2 separate regions of the Sus scrofa genome follow, and region 1 is linked to region 2. A link is a contact called in public HiChIP or PLAC-seq data. All regions are on one chromosome and are shown on one strand. Each heading gives the region's core, a stretch centred on a gene start, on an enhancer-like site or on the middle of the called end of the contact. The rest is flanking DNA. Distances are from core to core; before and after follow the strand shown. Region 1 overlaps SLC35A5 (probable UDP-sugar transporter protein SLC35A5). Region 2 overlaps CD200R1 (CD200 receptor 1).

Region 1 (6,826 bases), core at 3,109-5,608, 300 kb before region 2:
TCCATATGCTGTAGGTGCACCCACCCCCACAAAAAAAAAAAAAAAAGCAAAAAAATAGGAAAGACAGCGATAACAGCTAAGATTGCAGTATACTAACCGAGCCTCATTTCTTAATTAGATTGACTTGTAAGTTGGGTAGCTTCCTTATATGTCAGTGGGTTTGGGTGTGTCAGTGTATTTGTCTGCCTCATCCCCTGGGCCACTTGTCTCTAGCAGCTTCCATCTATTACTCCAACGTACTATTTGTCACATGCCAAACAAATATTGTTTTCCTTGTCTACCATGATATGAAACAGAAAAATTGAGTTATAGGTTTCACAGAGTGTACATTGATTTTAGTAAGGCAAGCAAGTCACACAAGAGGAACCGTGAGCTGGGTAATAATTCAGTCACATAAGTTGATAGCTGTTTGATGAGTCAGGCCCTGTGTTAATTAATGGTCAGTTTAAAGGGTAGTCTATAATGACATGCCACAAAGCTTCCTTTGCCTTTTGCCCTAGCCTCCTCAACACATTTATCAGTAACTTAAATTAAAACATGAGAGCCATGTTCTGCAGTTTCAAGGATAATAAGATGCTGAATGAGGTAGAGATAGCCTACACATTAGGTGAACTGATTAAAAAAATCCAAAAGAGCAAAGCCAGTAGTATGAATTTTAATGTAACTGGTATTAAAATCCAACTTTTAAGTTTAGAAACAGCTCTAAATTATTAATTGTATGTATACATTGTATAGAACAAAATTGATAATTAAACATTTTTGTTACATTTCAGAAAACAAATATGATTATCTTCCAACTACTGTGAATATGTGCTCAGAACTGGTGAAGCTGGTTTTTTGTGTGCTTGTGTCTTTCTGGGTTATAAAGAAAGGTGAGTCTTGGAGTTCCCGTCATGGCTCATGGTAGCAAACATGACTAGTATCCATGAACACTTGGGTTCCATTCCTGGCCTCGTTCAGTGGGTTAAGGATCCAGTGTGGTATAGATTGAAGGTTGTGCTCGGATCCTGCATCTCTGTGGCTGTGGTGTAGGCCAGCTGCTGCAGCTTCGATTGGACTCCTAGCCTGCAACTTCCATATACCACAGGAGCTGCCCTAAAAAACAAAACAAGAAAGAAAGTTGAGTTTTGAAATGCTACTAATACATTGTTAAAAATCACAGAATGAAAAAATATTAAAATTGAAAGAAACATTTTATATTAGACTGGCCCACTAATTTATATATGAAGATGCTAAAGATACAAGCATAGGTTAGGTTACCTATGTTTTTTAGGTGAGACGCAGACTCAGAGAGAAAGTATTAGGTGGTTCTAAGAGGGGGCAGAGCCCAGACTCCAACCCACGGGTCCCAGCGCCTGTCCAGTGTTCTGCCTCTTGACTTATTCCTGTGATGGGTCACACAGCAAGTTAGTTTTTACTCAAATTCAGGATTATCTAAATTGCTGCTGTCTAACTTGATATGTAGTGCACTGCAAAGGTCTCTTATTTCCTTTAGGGGAGGCAGCATGTGCATCAGAGTCAGACTGTATTCTGGGGCAGATTATTTTACTTTTACCAGTTTCATCAGCTATTAAATAAGGATACTACTAATCCTTCATCAGATCTAAAGGATGTAGCCTTTTGTGGCTCCTAAAATGTATTATTTCTCTGATTATTGAACCTTAGCTCACTCTCCTGCTCTGATCTGCCTTCCCGCTTCAGGCAAACATAGAATTTAGAGTATTAAAGGACTGGCCCAAGAGATGTTTTTTCATGCTCAAAGGTTTCAACCAGTACAAAATTTCTAGTTAATGGAATACATTTCTTAATCTCATGAAATTTATGCATTATATATACAGCTTAAACTTAAGTTGTTTTCTGTCCTTTCTCTCTGTTAAAGTACCTTCCTAAGTTTTTGGAAACCTAGAGATAGGATAATAATTCATACTAGGATGAGTAAAAGTTAATTTTCTCTACTCCCATATATATAAATTTTCATCTAATAGTTCCCTTTCTTGATCTCTCCCACAGCTCCCAAGGAAAAAAATATCCCGGCACAAATGCTTACTTTTCTACTTATTTAATTCTTTTAGCTTTATGTTCAGAATAGTAAGAAAAACTGTAAGTGTATTCTGAGTTGCTGCCTTAAGTGATACATCTATGTCTATCTCAAGTTAGCAGGAGTTAAGGAAATCAGTATTCCTGAGGTGTTGCTGCATGGGCACAGTGATGCATTGAAGAAAGACAGTAATGAAATCCTATATTGTCTTTGATTTCTCAAGGTTAATAGTCGCTTTGAAAGCAAGTTCATTAAACCTTTTTTTAAGAATTGTATCAGAAATCAAATACAATTTACTTTCTCTAAAAATGTGCGTTCTTAAGATAATATATTTATTTCTGTATTTCTTTCTTTAGAAGATCGTCAGAATAGAACCTTAAGATGTGGTTCCTGGAAGAAATTCTTTAATATCATGAAGTGGTCCGTTCCTGCCTTTCTTTATTACCTGGATAATTTGATTGTCTTCTATGTCCTTTCCTATCTTCAGCCTGTAAGTAATAATGACAAAGAATATAGCACTGGAAAAACAGAAGTGAACCTCAAAATTAACTTTCTTCTTCTTTTAAATCATTTTTTCCTTGGCATTGTTAGTTTCTTATTGCCTCACTGGCCTTCCTGAGGTTTAACCAGAAGCATCTGAGTACTGACTTAACCAGTCTGCTTGTCAACTCTCTCACTGGTAAAGATAACTGTATTAGGAGTTATCTGAGCCCATCGTGGCTCAGTGGTTAACGAACCTGACTAGTATCCATGAGGATGCAGTTTTGATCCCTGGCCTTGCTCAGTGGGTTGGGGATCCAGCGTTGCCTTGAGCTATGGTGTAGGTCAAAGATGTGGCTCGGATCCTACGTTGCTGTGGTTGTGGTGTAGGCCAGTGGTTGAAACTCCAATTTGACCCCTAGCCTGGGAACCTCCATATGCTGTGGGTATGGCCCTAAAAAGACAAAATAAATAAATAAATAAATAACTGTATTAAACTGTGCTGGCTGTTCTATGGGAGCTGCTTCTGACCACTGAGTCTAGAGCCATCTCCCTGTGTAACCTTAACCAAATTACCTATTTTCTGAGCTATTTTGTAGGCACCTGCTTCTAATATTAATCTCAACATCCAGGACCACCAAGCAGACTTCCATGATTAACTCAGAAAATTATACACTCAGTGTACTGCCCTTTCTTACACTTGTTTTAATGTAGTTTATATGTATTCCATTGTGATTTTCTTGTCTGTTAGACCTGTCATTTAACCAAGTCCTTTAAGGGTAGAGGTTATACCCTCCCAATCTAAACGCTGTGAATAACTAATAATACTAGGAACACTTCTCATCTCTCCTGACCTCTTCTGTGCAAGAGCTATTAATAAACAGAAATAAAGTTTGATCTTCTGCTTTTACCTATTACTCAGTTTGAATCAGATGTACACATTTTCCCTGTATGTTTTCATTTTATAAAATAAAGGTTTCTATTACTATTGCTAACAAAGTGTATTTCTTTAAAGTGCAAATTCAGGCATTTTGATTAGAAATAGAATTTCTGGAGTTCCCATCGTGGCACAGTGGCTAACGAATCTGACTGGGAGCCATGAGGTTGCGGGTTCGATCCCTGCCCTTGCTCAGTGGGTTAGGGATCCGGTGTTGCCGTGAGCTGTGGTGTAGGTTGCAGACACGGCTTGGATCCCGTGTTGCTGTGGCCCTGGCATAGGCCAGCAGCTACAGCTCCGATTCGACCCCTAGCCTGGGAACCGCCATATGCCACGGGAGTGGCCCTAGAAAAGGCAAAAAGACAAAAAAAAAAAAAAAAAGGAAATAGAATTTCTGTTGACACTAGTCATCTATTTGAAGTATAGCCAAATCAGTTTGAGAGTGGGAAGAAAGGAGGGATCAAGAGGGCTGTGAGGTAGAAAATAGGAGTTTGATTCTTTTGCACAATTTAATAGATACGGAACCAGGCAAGGCCACCTACTCTAAGTATCAGTTGCCCATCTGTAAAATAGAATAATGTTACCATATTGGCCCAAAGGCAAGGACTTGAGCCTGAGCCGGGGGACCACTTGAAGTTCCTTTCAGCTCTGTGATCGATTTCATTAGTAAGTGTTCATTCCATCTAAAATGTGTCCTCTCATGAATTCTTGCTTTCATTTAGTTTTCCACAACTGAGAATTCCTGTACCCAACAACATATCATTCACATTCAATAAGTATATATTTTTTGTATTTAATTTCTATGCAACAGACTAGCTATAAATGTATATCCCTTTCCTAAATCCCGCGTACCAAAGCAAGATCGCAACTTCCTGTTCTTACAACTTATTGCCTTGCTCTTCCTTCCTGATTGTGTGCAATCACATATATTACAAAATAAAATACTTGGCATATTCTGTGCATTGCTGTGCCCAAGCCTCGTTGGAAAGAATTAAACAGAAATGCATGAAAGTTCCTGGGCAAAGAGCTCCGATACTTCGTTTATTCTATGCTATTGTTTGGAAAGAGTTGACACAATTCACAGGCCAGCAGGCTGCTTTGTTAGGTACATTTACACATTGCACCTTGGTTACTGTGATTGATCAGAGCCACCACTTCCCCAGTCTTACCAGCCACCTACTTTTCTTTTCTCATCTCCTTTTACTCTTCTCCACACCAGGGATTAGCAACCATTTGTCTATGGACAAAATCTTAAAATGGTGGATTTCCATAAAAATTCAGGAGAAAGAGAGTGATGTGTTTTGGGGATTTTTGCTACTTTTTATTGGATTCACTTGTATTTCTTTAACTCAGCTGCGTATTAGTCATGTTTGCTGGATATATGAGATTGTGCATACTCTTTAGGGTTTGATCAATTTAAAGTGACAGCAAGGAGGAAGGCAGGATGAACTAAAACAGTAGTATTTGTTTTTTAAAATTATTGTCAGATCCGATTATGGGGGCAGTGAGAAATTTCATACTTTCCAGGCCCAATGTATACATGTTTAGATTAATATCCTTCTATGTGAAATGTGACTGAATCCACAAAAACAAACCTTTATAAAAATCTCACTGTCATTTCTAAGTGTTTAGAGCAGTATGAATAACTCCAAAGGACTGTCAAATACGAGTTTGGTTGTGAATCACTACCAAATCACTACCAAACTATTGAGTCACTACAGTTCAACACAGTAAATTGATTTAATTTCTAGACCACTAAAAATGCTTACAAACCTATACCTCCATTTTCTTCAGAAATAAATGAGCCTTAAAAAGAAAGAAAGAAAAGAGCCTAACAGTAAGTACCTGCCTTCTGTCTACCCACAGAATCAGTGTTAAAAGTCTATAAAGCACTTTGAGAGCTTGAAAAAGTATGCTTTATAATCATGGTAACTTATTTCTGAACCTAAACCTTTCGCGTTTATAAGTATTTCCAGATCTGCCTATTGATATTATTTACTCAGGTATATGCTGAATTTCCACACATTTTCAAAGTCTGTAGAATAATTTGATCATATCTGCATAAGTTTAACAAGCAATAAAAATAGAATTTAATCCTCTAGTGAAGTAGCTGCCCTAATAACCCCTCTGGGTTTTGACCAAAAAGCTTTTTTTGTCAGGTGAACGACCAGGTTGGGTGATTTCTGAGGTCAGTGCTTTGTCTGTATTGTAACTCTATCTTCTCTTTCTTTCTAGGCCATGGCTGTTATCTTCTCAAATTTTAGCATTATAACAACAGCTCTTCTATTCAGGATAGTGCTGAAGTAAGTAACTTGTTATGAAAGCATATATCATATTTTAAAACAGCACAGCCTTGTTTCAGATGATATACCCTCTGAATCCCAAGGCCAGGATTTTCTTGCTAATTGGCTTTTTGTATTGGGCATGTTGTTTAAACCATTTGGAAAGCAGCCGAAGTGTTACCCTGTCTGAATTCTCTGCAATTTAATGTTTGAAGTGTTTTCTCTTAGCATCTCAAAAAAAAAAAAAGAGAGAGAGAGATGATTGACTGGGTTTTAATTCTTTTAATTTTTAGTTCCAGATTTTCAACACAGAATTCATTAGCTTGCTTTTTTAGGGAGGGCAGGGTCGGGGGAGAGTCTCTATATACTAATAGGGAACCAAGAAGTTTATAAGGTTAATATATTTGCTATTTGGAGTTTGGAGTGGCAAAGTCTTTTTTTATTAAACTACTTGAGATGAGTATGTGGTTTAAGCTCCACGTGGCAGAAGATTTGCATGAGGAATCTAGTCAAAATTACAATTCAGAAGAATGACAAATTTTTAGAATTTCCAAGTGTTATCACTAGTCTTTCCTATCTCCAGGAGCATCTTTGTGTAAAATAAACATTTTTAAGTTTAAGTAGGCTCTGCTACAAAGCAAGGGCCAGAGTGACCTAAGGTCATACAGGATACATGTACTTAACTCCAGTTTGTTACTTGATAATGATGATGATGGTAGTGATAAAAATAAAATTAACTGTTTGTTGTATTTGTTATGATTGTTCTTATTTTAATTTTACATTCACTTTCTGTTTCTAATTTGTCTTTCTTTTTTTTTTTTGCCATTTCTTGGGCCGCTCCCGCGGCATATGGGAGGTTCCCAGGCTAGGGGTCTAATCAGAGCTGTAGCCACCAGCCTACGCCAGAGCCACAGCAACACAGGATCCAAGCCGCATCTGCAACCTACACCACAGCTCACGGCAACGCCGGATCGTTAACCCACTGAGCAAGGGCAGGGACCGAACCCGCAACCTCATGGTTCCTAGTCGGATTCATTAACCACTGCACCACGACGGGAACTCCCTAATTTGTCTTTCAATGGGCTACAT
Region 2 (6,274 bases), core at 3,451-5,950:
GACTGTAAGCTCCAGGGGGGGCAGAGATTTTTAACTACAGTGTTCATTCTGCATCCTTAGAATGCAGAAGAGTGGCTGCACAGCTTTCTGGCTTATGGCTGGCTCAAGCTAGGTTAGAAGTACATAGCTCTCTTAGTCATTTAGAAAGAAGCTTAACATCATTCATGGTAAAAGAAATACAAATCAAAACTATGTAGAAATGCTGTTGCTCACTTATAGCATTGTCAAAATCCAAAAATTTGACAACATATTCTCTTTACAAAGCTGTGAAAAGACAGGAATGCCAATATATGGCCGGCATGTTAAATGTTATAGCTTCAATAATGGAAAATTTGGAGTTCCCATCGTGGCTCAACAGAAACGAATCTAACTAGTATCCATGAGGTGTGTATTCGATCCCTGGCCTCACTCAGCAGGTTAAGGATCCAGAGTTGCTGTGTCTGCGGTGTAGGCTGGCAGCTGTAGCTCTGATTAGACCCCTAGCCTGGGAACTTGTATATGCCATGGGTGTGGCCCTAAATAGCACACACAAAAAAAAAAAAAAAAAAAAGGAAGATTTGACAGTAAATAGCAAAGTTACATATGCATTTTCCTTTTGATCCAACAATATCACTTCTCAGAATCTATCCCAAAGATATGCAGGCAATAAGGCAATAGTGAGAAATATATATACACTAGGCTGATCATTATAATATTGTAATAGTAAGATTTTTAGAAATAACCCAAATAGCCACCCATAGGGAGCTAGTTTTCTAAATTATGGTACATCCACAAAGTGAAGTACAATGAAACTCTTGAAAAGGATGAAGTATTATGGAATGATCTCCAGGACATATTGTTAAGTGAAAGAAGTAAGATAGATAAAAGTGTATATAATATCAAGTTTTGTGACATGCAGCTATAGCAATGCTTACAGAAAAAAATATAGTTTTAAATACTAATTACAAAACAAAACAAAAAAATTAAGATCCACCTAAACAGCTAAAAACAAAAGGAAGAAAATAATAAAAGAGCAGAAATCAACAAAATAGAAAATGAGCAAGATAAAAATTAGCAAAATCAAAAGCTGGTTCTTGGAAAAGTTGTTCGATATTTATAAACCAATAGCCCAGATTTATCAAGAAAAAAGCAGAACATAGGAGTTCCCGTCGTGGCCCAGTGATTAACGAATCTGACTAGGAACCATGAGGTTGCAGGTTCAGTTCCTGGCCTTGCTCAGTGGGTTAAGGATCCGGTGTTGCCTTGAGCTGTGGTGTAGGTTGCAGACGTGGCTCGGATCCCGTGTTGCTGTGTCTCTGGCATAGGCCGGTGGCTACAGCTCCAATTCGCCCCCTAGCCTGGGAACCTCCATATGCCAAGGGAGCGGCCCTAGAAAAGGCAAAAAGACAAAAAAGAAAAAAACATAAACATCTAATATCAGGAAAGAAGGAACATTAACATAGATACTATATTTATGAAAATAGTAAGCAAGTATTAACTACTTTATGCTAACCAAAATTAAATAACAGATAAAATGGAGAAATTCACTGGAGGTAAAGATTTCAAACTTTGTTTGGAATTAAACTGATAATCTGAAAAACCTAATGTTTATTAAAGAAATTAAATTTGTTGATAAAAATCTTCCCACTGGAGTTTCTATCGTGGCTCAGTGGTAACGAACCTGACTAGTATCCATGAGGATGCAGGTTCAATCCCTGGCCTCACTCAGTGGGTTAAGGATCCAGCGTTGCCATGAGCTGTGGCGTAGTTTACAGACATAGCTTGGATCCTGTGTTGTTGCTGTGGTTGTGACCTAGACTGATAACTGCAGCTCCAATTCAACTCTAGCCTGGGAACTTCCATATGCTGTGGGTGTGGCCCTTAAAAAAAAAAAAAGAAAGAAAGAAAAATCTTCCCACCAAGTTGGCAACACTGTCAAATATTTCCCCCCTAGGGCTGCAGGCGTGGCATATGGAAGTTCCCAGGCTAGGGGTTGAATCAGAGCTACAGCTGCCAGCCTATGTCACACCCACAGCAATGCCAGATCTGAGCTGCATCTGTGTTGCATTTGTGACCTATACCACAGCTCGTGGCAATGCCACATCCTCAACCCACTGAATGAGGCCAGGGATCAAACCTGCATCCCCATGGGTACTAATCAGATTCATTTCTGCTGTGCCACAAGGCGAACTCCCTACAGTGTCAAATTTAATCAAGCATTTCATAAAGTAATATCAGATCTACACAAACATTCCTTCAGAAAATAGACAAGGAGGAAACATTTCTGTACTCATTTTACAAGGGTAGAATTAACTATACCCAAACCAGGTGAGCGCATTACAAATAAGAACAAGACCAGCAGACTTATTTAACATAAAAATTTTCAAAAAATATTAGCAAATCAAATCTAGCGTTTTTAATACAACATGATCATGTAGGGTTTTTCTCAGGAATGCAGTTTGAATACTCAAAAATCAATGAAATTGACCACATTAATAGAATAAGGGGGAAAACATGATTATTTTAGCAGATTTAGAAAAAGCATTTGACAAAACTCAGCACTCATTCATTATTTTTAAAACTCTAGGAATAGAAGTTAATCTCTTCAAACCCTTAAAGAGCATTGAAGAAAATATGACAGCTAACATCATACTTAATGAAATATTTCCCCTCTAAAATTAAGAACGGAGCAAGAATTTCTGCTCTTAGTACTTCTTTTCAATTTGTAATCCAGGTTCTAGTGATTGCAGTAAGGCAAGGGGAAAAGAGACGTACAGATCAGAAACAAAAACATAAAACTGTCTTTAATTGCAGAAGGCATGATGGTTAGAGATCTACAAAACCACTCCTAGAATTAATTGAATTTAGCAAGGTCATGGTATAAAAACACTAATTATATTTTTAAATAATTGTATTTTATATATAGCAGTGCATAATTAAAAAATAAAAATTTTTAATTAATTCTATTTATAATAATGCAAAAAACTATTGAATAAATTTAACAAAAGATGCACAAGTCTTGTACACTGAAAACCACAAGATATCACTGAGATAAATTAAAGAATACCTGTATAGATGAAGATAAGTATCTTGTTCTTGGATGGAAATATTCAATTGTTAAGAGGTCAGTTCTCCTCAAATTGGTCCACAGTTTCTACATGGTCTTAATTAAAAGCTTGTAGTATTTTCTGTGAAAACTGAGAAGCTAGTTCTGAAATTTATATAGAAATAAAGAACCTAGACTAGTCAAAGCAATGTTTAATAATGAGTAAGACTGGAAGATTTATACCATCTAATTTTAAACTTCATTCTGAAGCTACAGTAATCAAGGCAGTCTGGCATTGGCTAAAGAATAGGCACACCTTTGTTGATTATCAATAAACTATAAATGTGTGAGTCCATTTCTAGACCCTATTCTGCTCTATTGAAGTATGTCCCTAATGATGAAATAAAATTTGATAAAGTGGACATTATCAAAATTTTAAAATTTTGCTCTTTGAAAAATATCACTAATAAAATGAAAGGTAAACCACAGATTAGAATAAAATATTTGCAATATGTGTATTTAACAAAAAATTGCTATGTAGACTATGTGAAGAACTTTTACAATTCAGTAATTTTAAAAATCAATTTTAAAAACAGGCACATGACTAGAACAGACACTTCACCAAAAAAAGAAAATTCAAACTTCTAATAAATACACAAAAATTTGTTCCACATTAGTAATCATAGAGGAACTACTGATTTAAATCACTGAAAGATAATGATTACACACCTATAAGTATGGCCAAAGTTAAAAAGATTGATAATGTGTAATTGGCAAGAGTGTGAAGCCATTGGAACTCTCATACATTACCAATGGGAATGTAAAAGAGCATAACTACACTAGAAAATTCCTGCATTTTTTTTTCAAAAGTCAAACACATGCCCACATATAACCTCACCATTCCAATCCTAGGTATTGACCCAAGAGAAATAAAAACCTATGTCCACACAAAGATTTGAGCATGAATGTTCGTAGCAGGTTTATTCACAATGATCAAAGACTAGAAACAACCCAAATGCCAATCAACAGATAGACAAGTTATCCCTATGATGGAAAAGTATTCATCAATGAAAAGGAACACACACAACATGGATGAATCTCAAAATCATTCCCTTGAGTGAAATAAGGCAGACAAAAAAGAGTACATAGTACACACTACACAAAGTACTACTACTAATATAAAATGCTGACTCATCTATGGTAACAAATAGCAGACCAGTGGTTGCTTACAGATGATGGGAATGAAGGCAAGAATAGACTACAAATATACATGGAGGAATATTTGAAGAATAGTGGAAATGTTTTGTATCTTGTTTGTGACGATAATCACAGGTACATAATACAACTGTCAAACCTCATCAAATTGTACCTTTTAAATGGACACAGTTAACTGTACATAAATTATTCCTCGATTTAATTAAAAATACCAGAAACATCAGGTTTCAGCATACATAATATTAAAACATGCATCTACACAAATAAACACAAGATAAAACACAAATGAAAAGCCCTTGACGCTGAAGATAATTTTTTAAAAAACCTTTTCCATGTAAGTCAAAATCATCAGTAGGAGTAAGATTGTCTTGTGATTTGACTACAAATGAAACCTCTTAGTCACTTTGAACACTCGCTTTGAGTTTCCCTTCCCAAGTTGTCATTGTCATATGCCTGAGCAAGTATATACCACCCACACAGTGGACACTGTACAGACATGACTGTGCAAACCTATACTCAAAGGCTTCCTCCAGTGAGTGAAAAAAGGCTCTCAGAAACAGCACATGGTTTTCTGCTGCTGTTAAAACAGTTTTTATGTATTGTAAAATCCTGAGCTCTACTGACTAAAAATGTTAGAGGTAAGCATTTCTGATATTTAACCATTCCCAGGATAAAAAAAGAAAAAACCCGATTCAGTAACTATTATTAACCAAAATAGAACATGGATTACACCATTACTTAAATAGTTAATGTAGTTGCTTAGATAATTATTTCTAATGTATGAAGATGGGAAACAAAAAGTTAAAGATTTCCCGCTCTTTCATTTATCTACATGGTTTTGGGAGAATACAAACAAAGCAGTAAGGTATTTCATAAAATGAATTTTAAGCTAAAAGAATCCTAAAATTGAAGCAAAACCGTAGACTAAAATATTTGGCTATGTTCCAAAAAGATGACTATACAGTTGTAAAAGAGAACAATGCAGAATAGTTTTATTTTTACATTTCTTTTGATATTTTTCTCTAGGACTTGAGGCTTCTATGCTAGTATTGAACTAATTAGAAGTTATTCTTATTGCTTATTATGGACTTTACATCTTTACTTTTCATCTTCATAGTTTTTAACATTTAATGAACTTCCTACTTTAACATAAACACAACACAGTATACATTGAAATACATTGAATATGTTTTAACACATTGAAATCTGCGAGAATATTCTGATATTTTACATAAAGAAAACCAAATAATATAATTATTTCATTCTTCATTTGGTGTTTCAAGCTTTCAAACGTCAAAACCCTGCAAGTTATTATGAGTACGGATCTAAACCATTTTGGATTAGGCAATGAAGCAATAAAATAACTCTGTGCCATTGTGTTTATTTTAAATGGAAACTTTAATCTTTAAGAGAGATATGCTGCTTCATTTTTACTGGGTTTAAAACCTCAGCGTGTAATGTTCTTAGGATACCATTCACGAGTTATCCCTTACTTATTAAATGAATCTTTCCACAGAAAAGAAAATCATGGACTTGGAGAATAGACTTGTGGTTGCCAAGGGGTCGGGGGGTAGAGTGGGATGGCTGGGGTGCTTGGGGTTAATAGATGTAGGCTATTGCCTTTGGAATGAGTTAGCAATGAGATCCTGCTGTGTAGCTCTGGGAACTATGTCTGGTCACTTATGATGGAGCATGATAATGTGTGAAGAAAGAATGTACACATGTATGTGTAACTGGGTCACCATGCAGTACAGTAGAAAATCAACAGAACACTATAAACCAGCTATAATGGAGAAAAAAATCATTATGTAAAAAAATTTAAAAAAAATAAATGCAACTCTGAGACTGACATCTTAATCACACAAAGACCCAGAAATTCAAATTAAATTGCCAAGAACAAACTTATTTAGCTACACTAAGTATAAAATTTTTTCTAAACACCAGTATGGCAAAGTCCATACAGTATAGAAATCTTTACTATAACTTTCTGGCTCTGGAAAATTTAAAATATCAACCTTAACATTTTAGTTAGTA

The links. HiChIP or PLAC-seq counts read pairs in DNA pulled down with a chosen protein or histone mark.
Region 1: an H3K27ac HiChIP or PLAC-seq map of alveolar macrophages shows a contact between it and region 2. The contact joins two enhancer-like sites. A contact is called at or near these places in 1 of 47 Hi-C or Micro-C datasets (retroperitoneal adipose tissue) and 1 of 2 datasets of contacts at active chromatin or transcription factors (alveolar macrophages).

Annotation. Positions count from the first base shown.
Region 1 is chr13:147,267,098-147,273,923 of Sscrofa11.1, reverse strand. SLC35A5 (probable UDP-sugar transporter protein SLC35A5) reads left to right here. Exons shown (of 7, transcript XM_013982457.2): 3 at 774-872; 4 at 2,395-2,528; 5 at 5,691-5,758. Among named protein-coding and RNA genes, the nearest start is that of ATG3, 8.6 kb to the left of the region's middle. Within about 2 kb of position 4,358, at least 4 of the 83 cell types and tissues checked have an H3K27ac peak or open chromatin away from gene starts, as enhancers often do. A contact at or near this core is called in alveolar macrophages, where this site is marked.
Region 2 is chr13:146,967,812-146,974,085 of Sscrofa11.1, reverse strand. The region is part of intron 1 of CD200R1 (CD200 receptor 1); the gene reads right to left. Among named protein-coding and RNA genes, the nearest start is that of CD200R1, 18 kb to the right of the region's middle. Within about 2 kb of position 4,700, at least 4 of the 83 cell types and tissues checked have an H3K27ac peak or open chromatin away from gene starts, as enhancers often do. A contact at or near this core is called in alveolar macrophages, where this site is marked.